Linked DNA regions of Mus musculus: regions 2 and 3 are each linked to region 1. The links are chromatin contacts, called in public HiChIP or PLAC-seq maps. All regions are on one chromosome and are shown on one strand. The core of a region is the stretch at or near the end of the contact, and the rest is flanking DNA. Distances in the headings are between cores, read along the strand shown. Region 1 overlaps Chuk (conserved helix-loop-helix ubiquitous kinase). Region 2 overlaps Dnmbp (dynamin binding protein). Region 3 has its middle 12 kb from the start of Mir5114.

The links. HiChIP or PLAC-seq counts read pairs in DNA pulled down with a chosen protein or histone mark.
Region 2: an H3K27ac HiChIP or PLAC-seq map of extraembryonic endoderm stem cells shows a contact between it and region 1. The contact joins two enhancer-like sites. A contact is called at or near these places in 1 of 15 datasets of contacts at CTCF or cohesin (the NIH/3T3 cell line), 2 of 484 Hi-C or Micro-C datasets (epidermal suprabasal cells and nephron progenitors), 7 of 115 datasets of contacts at active chromatin or transcription factors (the NIH/3T3 cell line, bone marrow-derived macrophages, cardiomyocytes and 4 more) and 3 of 9 other capture datasets (adipose tissue, liver and pancreatic islet).
Region 3: an H3K27ac HiChIP or PLAC-seq map of extraembryonic endoderm stem cells shows a contact between it and region 1. The contact joins two enhancer-like sites. A contact is called at or near these places in 4 of 39 promoter capture datasets (frontonasal cranial neural crest, hippocampal neurons, maxillary cranial neural crest and 1 more), 7 of 484 Hi-C or Micro-C datasets (embryonic stem cells, female germline stem cells, female germline stem cell-derived STRA8 germ cells and 2 more), 1 of 115 datasets of contacts at active chromatin or transcription factors (extraembryonic endoderm stem cells) and 2 of 9 other capture datasets (adipose tissue and liver).

Annotation. Positions count from the first base shown.
Region 1 is chr19:44,084,620-44,088,171 of GRCm38.p6, reverse strand. It overlaps Chuk (conserved helix-loop-helix ubiquitous kinase), which reads left to right. Exons shown (of 21, transcript NM_007700.2): 12 at 133-256; 13 at 1,113-1,264. Among named protein-coding and RNA genes, the nearest start is that of Erlin1, 17 kb to the right of the region's middle. Within about 2 kb of position 1,996, at least 12 of the 459 cell types and tissues checked have an H3K27ac peak or open chromatin away from gene starts, as enhancers often do. A contact at or near this core is called in extraembryonic endoderm stem cells, where this site is marked.
Region 2 is chr19:43,883,205-43,887,327 of GRCm38.p6, reverse strand. The region is part of intron 4 of Dnmbp (dynamin binding protein); the gene reads left to right. Among named protein-coding and RNA genes, the nearest start is that of Gm24400, 28 kb to the right of the region's middle. Within about 2 kb of position 2,162, at least 86 of the 459 cell types and tissues checked have an H3K27ac peak or open chromatin away from gene starts, as enhancers often do. A contact at or near this core is called in extraembryonic endoderm stem cells, where this site is marked.
Region 3 is chr19:44,313,190-44,317,028 of GRCm38.p6, reverse strand. No RefSeq gene overlaps it. Among named protein-coding and RNA genes, the nearest start is that of Mir5114, 12 kb to the right of the region's middle. Within about 2 kb of position 2,333, at least 328 of the 459 cell types and tissues checked have an H3K27ac peak or open chromatin away from gene starts, as enhancers often do. A contact at or near this core is called in extraembryonic endoderm stem cells, where this site is marked.

The DNA of each region.
Region 1 (3,552 bases), core at 747-3,246:
CAGGCATACAGCCCTTACAGCTAGTCAGGTAGTAAATTCTTTTTAGCATCTATGGGGTTAATATTTGGAAAGGAACTCACAAAGAATGAAATATAATGTAGCTTACCTCCCTTAACACCATCTTACTTACAGTACAAGACAGCAAAATACAACTGCCAATTATACAGCTGCGGAAAGTATGGGCTGAAGCAGTGCACTACGTATCTGGGCTAAAGGAAGACTACAGCAGGCTCTTCCAGGGACAAAGAGCAGCAATGTAAGTGGATTGTTTTGAAGCGTAATGCCATGTGTATCATGTACTCAAGAATTATTCTTGCCAGGTTTCACTAGCAGGACTGTGTACAAACTAAAATATTGAGCATTAAATTTTTTTTAAAAAACCATGTGTTTATGTACATGTGAATGGGTGTGCATGTGGAAGCCAGAGGTTGATGTTGGGTATCTTTCCTTAGTGTTTTCTCACCTAAGTTTTGAGGCAGGATCTATTACTAAACCTGGAGCTCACTGAGTTAGACTGACTAGCCAGTGAGCTCGTAGGATCTGTGTCCCTCCCAAGCCTCTTAGTACTGGGGGTACAAGCACACTCTGTCATGTACTAAGCTGAGATAATCATGCGTGCAAGGCAAGCACTCTACCCACTGAGCTGTCACCCTGATAATAATCCTAACCAGACTTAGATTTCTTTCTTTCTTTTTTTTTTTTTTTTTTGTTTGTTTTTTTTTTGTTTTTTCGAGACAGGGTTTTTCTGTGTATCCCTGGCTGTCCTGGAACTCACTCTGTAGACCAGGCTGGCCTCGAACTCAGAAATTTGCCTCCCTCTGCCTCCCAAGTGCTGGGATTAAAGGCGTGCACCACCATTCCCGGCCAGACTTAGATTTCGTATTAATAGTGTAAAATCACTCAGCTGTAATGACTTGGAAGTAGTAGTTGCTGAGTGATCTTAGTTAAAGAAGGTTGTTTAATCACAGACTCCACAGGCAGGAAATAGGCCAGCTAGTTCTCTGAATTGATAATAGAAATTTAGGTTCTGGAGTTTGGATACTGTGTGTTTGCAAATTGTTATTCAATGTTTCTGAATGTTGATAATTTTGTTTTGTTTTGCTATGGCTTAGGTTAAGTCTTCTTAGATATAATGCTAACTTGACAAAAATGAAGAATACTTTGATCTCAGCATCACAGCAACTCAAAGCTAAATTGGAGTTTTTTCGAAAAAGCATTCAGCTTGACTTGGAGAGATATAGTGAGCAGATGACTTATGGGATATGTAAGTGTCGGGCTGTAACGTATTTGTAAGGATGTCCAGTCTCTCAAAACCATCTGCTCTTTGTTGACACATAGCCAGTTATTTAACTTCACAACAGAACAACACACAGGATAACTTAAGTCATCAAACTGTTTTTGTTTTGAGGGTTAGCTCATTTCATTCCTTAATTGAGCAACTTATTTCATAATTGTAATAGAATGACTTAACTCTAGAGAAGATGAATAAGAGACTTAAGACTATGAAATTTAAGTCTTATTTTAGGAAGGCACACCGAGTCTGTACTGGGATGACTTCTTAGCAGACACTGTACTGCAATGTGTGCTTCCCCCAATCGGGTACTGAAACCAAGAGCCTTGAGATAATGGTAGGAACTCTGGGAAATGATTAAGTCACAAAGGGACCTTCATGGATGAATTGTTTCCTTTAACAAAAGACTGAGATTCCTGCGCCCTTCCTGCCAGGAGAGGACACAAAAGGCAGCCATCTAGGAGCCAAATCTTCTTACTTTCCAACACTCAGAAATGAATTTCCATGGATATTTGCCACCTAGAGTACATTTGCCTTTGTTTTCTAGTTTTGTTCTAGCAGTGTAGCAGCCCAAATGGACTAACACAGCCAGGGGAATCTTAAATTAATCTGGTTTTCTGTTTAAAATATACATACATACATACATACATACATACATACATACATACATACATACGATTTCCAAGGTCCTGGTTTTTTCTGACCATCTGCTGTGGGGTTCAGGCTGCTGTTTCCTCCACACAGTACAACCTTAGCTTCCCTCAGATGTGTTACGGATTTATAAAGAGTTAAAATTCAAATAAACTGAGTTTTCTGATTTCATGAAACATCTCTTTTTTAAGGAAGTAGGTTCTGTTTATATTTGTATTTGACAAAGTTATGGATATCTCAGAATGTCCAGTTAGTGTCCAGTTAGTGATCAGAAGTGTCTAGTTAGTGAATATGTTTATCTTCCAGTGCTATTTCTTTGTTTGCATATTATAGGCATTCTTGTGAATGACAAAACATAATTATTTCATTAAGCATCTTTGACTTGTCATAGGCATACTGTACGACTAGTGAAGTACTAGTTAACATAGTGAAATAGATCTAGTTGTGCTGACACTAACATATCAGTAGAATATTTGACAGTGACTCTCTTGTTACTTTTCTCTTGTAGTGAACAAGGAACTTATAAAAGAAAGCATTTAGTCGGGGGTTGTTTACACAGGGTGAGCCCTTGACCAGCATGGTGACTGGCAGGCAGGCAGGCATGGCTCCAGCTGTAAGCTGAGTGCTTACATCTGATCCACAGGCAGGAGGCAGAGAGAGCAGACTGGGCCTAGCATGGGTTTCTGAAACTCAAAGCCCACTTCCACTGACAAATTTTCCAACAAGGCCGAACCTCCTAATTATTTCTAAACAGTTTACCACCCGGGAACCAAATATTCAAGTATATGAGCCTGTGGGGGCCATTCTCAGGAAACCACCACAGTGATAATTCAATTGTGAGGAAAGCATGCATAGATTAGGTTGTCTTGTGAGAGAATAGAGACTGTATCTTGTAACAGTCACTTTAGTGAGAACACTTGAGTAAAGGGACAGGCCTTTCTTTTTATACTTTTTATGTATTTTACAGTACTGGGAATTGAACCTAGTCCCTTGTGTTGTTTTTGATACAAGATCTTTATTTATGTTGTTTTGGGTGGCCTGGAATTGACTACATAGACCAGGCTGGCCTTGATCTCCCAGAGACCTGTCTGCTTCTGCATCCCAATCTGGCATGAAAACACGTGCAGCCAAACTCAAAGCCTTGTGTACACTAGGCAACTCCTCTACTACCAAGCAACATTCCTAGCCAACAATTAGCTTTCTGAAACCTGTTTATGTATTACTTTAAGATAAGTTTTTTGGAGGGGAAAAATATATATTATTCTCCTGTAACTTCCATAACAGCTCTGTGGCTTAAAACAGTATAGATGTAAAAGCTCAGAATTTCATGGCTAAAATCTAAAAATCAAGGTGCTAGCTATGCCTTGATTCTGGAAATTTGCAAAAACAGATGATTTGCTAGCTCTCCGGACGACCAGCCATGCTGACTGTCCTTCCTTCGGCTTCCCGCTTGACTTGTCATCACCATTCTCCTTTGTGTTTCTGTGTACCCCGCCTCCCCAAGACTGTTCTCTTAAGGACTCTGGAAAAGAGTCACACTGTGGGAAGGCCTAGCTTAGTCCAGTATGCGTACATACATAGGTGATTAACTTTATAAGTTGACTATTTCC
Region 2 (4,123 bases), core at 913-3,412, 200 kb after region 1:
GTTTTTAAAAGATATTGCTCACATGTCTGGAATACATATAGTCAGTGTTTATACACGTGTATGTGTGTGTGTGTGTGTGTGTGTATGTGTGTGATCCACTGACTCCCCTTCCCCTTACAGAGCGCCCCACTAGACTGTCACGCGATGGTCACCAAGCCACAGATTTATAGACACTGCTCCTGTTGGATGGATATTTACAAACACTTCAGCTTTAAGGGTGAAACATTCCATCAGTTTCTCCCTTCCAGGTCCCATCCCTCCCATCCATCCAGCAGAGAAGTAGTTACTTTGTAGCTGTACCCAGCCCCTTGCAAGCCAGAGGCCAGGCCTTTCCCCTGCTCTCTCTCTCCCCTCCTCTCACCGGAGGCCTGGCGGGTTCCTTCTCTGTGCACCTCTGTCTTGGGGCGGTTGGGTCCAGTCTGTTTTAGTTTTGGACCTTGGCCCTAAGGTGTGGTCCCTGAATTTAGGAGGCCTTCTCTCTTGAAGTGTTAGGTTTCTATGAAAACGGAGGAGGGTGAAGCTCCTCACAGGGAGGCAGGCTGTCTTCACTGGCGTGCGTAGGATTTGAGGGGATTTCTCCATAGGTGTTGGGGTCTTCCCCTCAGTGGCGAGTCCTCCCTTATACCTAGCCCTTTTCTGGCTTACAACTGGAACTTTGGCTTCTGGTCCAGGCTACTTGTTGGCTGTCTTCTGTTAATTTATTCCCTTACTTGTCAAAGGCTGGCAACTGTCTCAGGAAGCAAATGTGTAAATACAAATGTGGCCGAGTTGCATTTTCTTGTTTTGAGTCACGTCCTCTTCAGTTTCTGCTGCTTTTGATTGTTTCGTAATGCCTACATATAATTATGGTTTTAATGCCATGTCTGGAGCTGTTAGTTAGTTATCAGCTGTTAATTAGGAAGGTCCCCGGTTGGTTATCTTTAAGGTTTTATGCTGGCTAAGAACGTAATTGGCTATGACAGAAAAGGGCCTGGTGTGTCAAATCCTGGGTCTCAAATTCCACGTTACCTGTGTTGATGTAAGTGACCTGAGGGTCCGGAGAGGAAGCGTTTCTTACAGAGACGAATCTGAAAGCAGGACTGTGTGGGGGCCGAGGCTAAGGCTCCAGGTTGAGAGAGAGCCATGACTGGGACTTTTTATATTAATTCTAGAAGGACCCTTCATGCCAACAGATCTAATGTTTCTAATAAGTAATGGGTAACTCTCACAATTGGGTTATCTTATTTCTTTATATGTATGAGTGTTTTGCCTGCATGTATGTCTGTGACCAATGTCAGAAGATGTCAGATCTCCTGGACTGGGAGATCACAGGTGGCTGGGAGCCACCATGTGGGCGTTAAGAATCAAACCCAGGTCCTCTGCAAGAGCAACGAGTTGTCTTAACTGCTGAGCCGCTCTCCAGCACTTGTGATTGGGTCTTAAAGTGTATTGAGTGTATTTAGTGAGCTGCAGCCAGCACTTCTGAAAAATAAAAGCAGCGCGCTCCCCCCCCCCTTTTTGTTTGTTGCTTTCTGTTTATTTGCTTGTTTTGAGACAGGGTCTATGTAGCCCTGGCTGGCTTGGAACTTAGCATGTAGCCCAGGCTGGCTCCTCCTCTTCCTGCCTCTGCCTTCCGAGTACTAGGATTAAGTCCATGCCACTATGCCTGGCTTTTGTTGTCGCTTCTTTACTGTTGTATTGAGTTGGTCTCTCTCAAGCCAGGTTGGCCCTAGAACTTATTATATAGTCTAGACTCACATTAAACTCACAGCAATCTTTCTGCCTCAGCCTCCCTCTAGCCCCCGAGTGCTGGGGCTACAGGGGTGATCCACTACATCTAACTAAAATAAGAGTTAATGGTAAAATTTAAAAATACATCTAGGATTGTCAAAAAGCATGTTTTATGTATGTATGTGTGTGTGTGTGTGTGTGTGTGTGTGTGTGTGTGTACTCAAATCCAAACTACCTAACTAATGTGAAAGGAGGAAGCACACACAGCAAGGCAGCTCAGACAGCCTCGATCAGAAGGCACTTGCAATCGCTCAGGCCAGCACTTCTGCTTCATTACCAGGGCTGAAGCCAGAAGACTGGATTCATTCTGCTTAAACAAACTTAGAAGAGAGGGAAGTCCTAGAGACAGGGGGTAGAGCACACATGCAGAGCACACAACCTGCAGGAAGGGCGTGCGCTGAGCAGAGATTCAGTTTGGTTGCGGGTGGGGCACAGGACAGCAGAGGCATGGGGCTTGTTACAGGGAGTGTGCGCTTCTTTTCCTGTTACGGGGATAAAATACTCTAACAAAAGCAACTTTAAAAAGGAAAGGGTTATTCTAGCTGACAGTTCAAGGTACTGGACTGTCAACATAGGGAAACCGAGGCAGCAGGAGCTTGAAGTGTGTGGTTGAATTGTATCCACAGTTGCGCCCCTCCCCCAGGAAATGGTCACATTGTGTCCACGGTCAGAAGGGGAACAGTGCAGCACGTGCCTTAGTGATTATCAGATCTTCTCAGTGTTATACAGTGCTGAGTTCCCAGCCCAGGGAATGGTCCTACCCTCAGTGAAGATGGGTCTCCTACACCAATCAATAAGATTAAGATGCCAGAGTCCTGTTGTCCCAAAGACAGTATACTCTGTCGAGCTGATGATTAACACTAACGGCCACAGCCCCACCCCTTGCCAATTCAACACCTACACACACCACTCCCTTTTAAAGGTTAATAGTCTATATAATTCTTAAATTTATTATTAGGGTGGCATGTGGAGGTCAGAGAACAACTTTGTGGGGTTGGCTCATGCCCGCCACCTCTTTGCAGAGGCAAGGGATCAAAGTGAGGATTCTGGCTTGTAAGTTAGATGCTTTTACTCACGGGGACATTTCTAGCCTATGCACATCCCTTCTCAGCCATAACTTTCCACCCCTCGCTCCCATGGGCTCAAGACCATGTTACAATGTAAGCGGTATTCATCTCATCTCTCCAGTTTCCTGATGGTGGGTGTGATGTGACTAGCCGCTCTAAGCTCACACTACCTGGATAGCCCCACCACGGGGTAGACTGTTAAAAGTGACACATCCTGCTATAAGATCAGAAAGCAAGTCACCAAATATAAACCAAAGTGTGGGTTCACCAAGTGGGACAGAAGAAGCCAGGTGTGACCCCCAGAAAAAAAGATCGATTAACACTGGCACGTGCCTGTAATGTCAGTACTTAGACAAAAGCAGGAAGAATGCTGAGTTCCAGGCCAGTGCAATCTCCCCCTAAGGTTTTCTTTCGCTGTGCACAGTGCTACATGTCTGTAATCCCTGCACTTGGAAGGTAAAGGCCAAAGGATCAGGAGTTAAAAGCCAGTCTTAGCAACCTAGTAAGTTCACGGCCAGCCTAGGCTACACAAGCAAACAAGCAAACAAACAAACAAAAACCAAAATAATAAAAAGGAAGAAAAACAGTTTTATTGCCTGATACAAAAATTCTATTAGAATTTTAAAAAAGATTTTATTTGTATTTTTTTTAAGCCATATGCATATGTGTGTGGGTTTGTGCATGTGACCACAGTACCAGCAGAATCCAAAAAGAGTCTCTCTCATCCCTTGGAGCTGGAGTTATAAGGACCGGCGAGCTAGCAAAAGTGAGTGCTGGGAACTGAACTCAAGTCCTGGGAAGAGCAGTGTGTACCCCTTCTGTCTCTCCACCTTCTCAAGAGCCTCTCACCAAGCAGTGGTGACTTGTTTCAAGTAAATCACCTATCTCTGACACATTGCTTTACTTCTACCTAAAAACTAAAAAGTCACCCAGCCCGAAGCCTCCCATGGCTCCCTTCATCTGGTGCATGTTCAGAAATGGCGTCTCAGTTGCTCCTTGCATTCTTTGGTGCAATAAATTGCAGACTTACAGACCAGCACTGGATTCTAGATAGGAACGTGGATAAGGGGCCAGGAGAACAGAGTGTGGAGGGCTTGGCTTCTAGCTAGCTCCAAGAATCTGTCCCTGCAGGAATTTTCTCCCAGTTAAAGGCCTAAGCCGCCAGCCAGTCCCTGACAAACAAAGGTAGGGGTTGGGGGTGGGGGTGTCTGATGCTGTTGGGATTTACAGCCCTGAGATGAAGTGGAGTCAGCGCTGAAGTTTAGCGATCTCTAAAAATTTCCCAT
Region 3 (3,839 bases), core at 1,084-3,583, 230 kb before region 1:
CCTCTGCCGCTAACTGCCACAGAAGCCAAAAGTTCAAGGAGTGTGCATGACACTTACAGCTGCACCCTTCCATCAGGGTGGTCAGTATGCAGGAGGTCTGGAAGGCACAAAGGCAGGCACCGTTCTCACTGCTGTGGTTTGTATCCACACCAGAAGAGGACATCAGATCCCATTACAGATGGTTGGGAGCTACCATGTGGTTGCTGGGAATTGAACTCAGGATCTCTGGAAGAGCAGTCAGTGCCCTTAACCAGTGAGCCATCTCTCCAGCCCCTGGGTTTTTGTTTTTAAGTCTTATTCCCCCCTTTGACATTTATCTACTTCATGCCCCACCCACCCACCCCCACCCACGCTTCTTTTAGGGGCCAGGGAGATAGCTCAGCTGTTAAGAGCACTTGTTTCTTTTGTAGAGGGTTTGATCCCCAGTGCCCACATGGCAGTTCACAACCATCTGTAACTCCAATTCCAGATGATCTGACAGCTTCTTCTGCCTCTTTGAGCACCAGGTACAGACATACACGCAGGCAAAGCATCCATATACGTAAAATTAATGTGAATTAAATCTTTAAAGGGCAACACCTTTTTATACTGTTGGGTCGTCTTTGTGTTTGTTCTTTCTCTTTATTTTTTCCCCAGTCTCCTGCTCTTTTCCCTCAACAGCCTCTCCCTCCTCTTCTTTCTCCTTCTTTCATCCATTGTCTCTCTAGTCTTTCCCTTTCTCTACCCACTGTCTTCATCCCATTCACTCATTCTTCCCACGTGCTCCTTAAATAGCTTTTAACTTCCTAACAGTCTTTTTTATTTATTTTACTCGCTCTGTAGACCAGGCTGGCCTCGAACTCAGAACTCCACCTTGCTCAGCCTCCCGAGTGCTGGAATGAAAGGTGTGCACTAGCTTCACTTCCTAACATTCTAAAGTAGTTTTTAACCATCTTCAGTTCCATGATCATTGGCAATACATTAGCAGGCATTGAAGAAATAAATAAACTCCTAGTCATAGAGGACTCACAAAATCAAGCCAAAAGGACATAAACGATTAAAATGGATTCATAACAATCAACAAGACGGCTCTTACTCCTCACTCCTCTCTCTTTTTGTCTTCTCCTCTCCTCTCTCTCCCTCTTTATTCTCTAGCCTTTCTTCTCTCTCTTTTCTACCTTCTCTCTTTCCCCCTGTCTTTCTATAATAAAGCTCTAAAATCATTTTTTTAAAAAGTCAACAAGACTGAGACAGTAACCAAAAGTTTCCCCAAAAGTCAAAATGTAGCACCAGACTGACTCGTTGCCGAGTTTTATCAAATCTTTAAGGAAGAGGTAATAACCAAGCTCCTTAAACTGTTTCATATGGTATACAGAACACTACCAAGTTCACCCTGCCAAGTCTGCATTACCTTGATATAAAAACTGGTTCAGAGCACACACATTTTTAAAAAAGAAAATTGTCAGCCGTTTTTTCCCCTGATGAACATGGAGACAGAAAAAAAAAATTCTCAATGCAATTCTTGCAAGCCACATTTAAGGGCACGTTAAGATTATGTGTGGTGATTACTGCCTTTAATCCCAGCAAACTTTGTACAACTCCCACTCCCGTGTTAAATACTAACTTCCCGCTCCCAGTCCAAGCCTGCTTTGTTTCAAGCTTCTTATTTTAAGTTGGTGCAGAGGCTGCCCCTGCAGAGCGACTCGAGCTAAAAGCCTGTCATGGGTGCCCCTCCCACCCTGCATCCACTTCACCATTCCAGCATCTGAATGTCTACTCTGCTCCAAAAATACTTTTCAGATGTGTCCTTCCTTTTCCTTCCCCATGCCCCCATCGGAGTCTTTTCAAAGCCTGGAATAAGGCTTCCAGCCCCTGTGGTCCCCTCTGCTATCACAGTAAGTTTCTTAAATATCGAGATTTCCAGACTCTCACCGCCTCCCCTGCATTTTCTCCTCCCACTGCCCACTCCACGCCCCTTCATGCCTGCTGACATCAGCCTGGAAAGTTCCTGATCACATTAATGCTGTGCTTTTCGGAGTGCTCTCCTCTACACCATGACCCAATCTGAGGTCTGTTTTGCTAAGTCCTAGCTCTGCCTCCTCCTCCATAAGCGTTTGCACTACGTAGATGGAAAAAAACAAAACAAAAAAACAAAAAAAAACGTGCGCTGCTTTGCCAGCACACACCCCCACCCCCTTCCTTGGCGAAAGCTGGCGACCAGAGCCCACATTCAAGGTCCGGGGAGCGGAGGCGGGGGGGGGGGGGGGGGTTGTGAGGTCAGGGACTGGGCTAGCCTCCATCTGTGACTGCAAGGTACACCGGCTAGCTTCAGGAGCAGCGCATCCTGATTGGAGCGATGCGTGCAGAGCCCGGTGAGGCCGCTGATTGGCTGCGAGGGGTCAGGCGCTTTGGGCCTGGTGAACGCGAGTGAATCTGGGGCCAATGCTAACCCAGAGTAACCCCGGGAGGGGCCCGCACGCCTGACCCTTGCTTTTCCTCACCCTAGCTGGACCTCTCCCGGGCAGGCACTGGCAGAGGGCCAGGACTGGAGGAAGAGCGTTGCATGTTGCTTCTATTTCAGGCACTCAGCTTAACCTGAGTTGGAGTTTGGTAGGGCTCCATGTACGGTCACCAGGACAGTAATTTATGATGTCACAGGGCTGTGTATGTGTGTTTGGCCGCAGTGGGGTGGGAGGTGCGTTAGTGATCCAGGGAGGTAGCCACACTGCCTGCTCCTGGAAATGGCGAGGTTGGAGGCACGGTTTGAGGCTTTGGCTAAAGCAATCTTGCTACTGGAAGCAGAGCTTCTACTTTACTCCATGGGGTCTGGCCTTCCCCGAAAGCAGAAAGAAAAAAGAAAAAAAAAAGGAGAAATGTTATGGTGAAGGGTGGGTGACACTGTCCATTACTGCTGTTGAAAACTGTTTACTCAAAAAAAAAAAAAGTTAAACAGAATTATTACAGAAGAAATCCCATTCCTGTGTACACAAATCGACAGAGAGCAAATGCTAGAATATACACACACAAATGTGCAGAGCATACTATTCATAGAAGCCGAAAGGGGGGGACAACTCAACTGCTCCCCATAAATACAATGGACTGTTAATCATAATGAGGAGTTAAAAACTGATTTGTGCCAGTGTGAAAATGTTAGGAATCGATCAAAGAAGATAAATCAAAGAAATGACTTAGACACAGATTTAAGCCAGTAGAAAGTCTATTAGCTGGCTGGTACTTACAGACTTGAGCCTTTCTCGGGGTGAGATGTTTGTTTTTAATTATTATTATTATTATTATTATTTTATTTATTTATTTATTTATTTTTTTGGTTTTTCGAGACAGGGTTTCTCTGTGTAGCCCTGGCTGTCCTGGAACTCACTCTGTAGACCAGGCTGGCCTCGAACTCAGAAATCTGCCTGCCTCTGCCTCCCAAGTGCTGGGATTAAAGGCGTGCGCCACTACGCCCGGCTTATGGCATTTTTTTTGTATTTTTTTTTTTTAATATGAGTACACTGTAGCTGTCTTCAGACACACCAGAAGAGGGCATCGGATCCCATTACAGATGACTGTGAGCCACCATGTGGTTGCTGGGAATTGAACTTAGAACCTTGGGCAAAGCGGTCAATGCTCTGAACTGCTGTTCCATCTCTTCAGCTCTCTCAGGGCAAGCTTTTAAGCACACACACACACACACACACACACACACACACACACAATACAAAACATGTCTTTGTTTGACACATTTAGCAAGAACAGTTAGCCAGAAGGGGAACTACAGAAGCCAAAAAGCAAGGCTAGTACATTTACAGACTTCCCAGAGCTATGGCCTTTGATGAATTAGATCTTTGTTTTCATTTTGG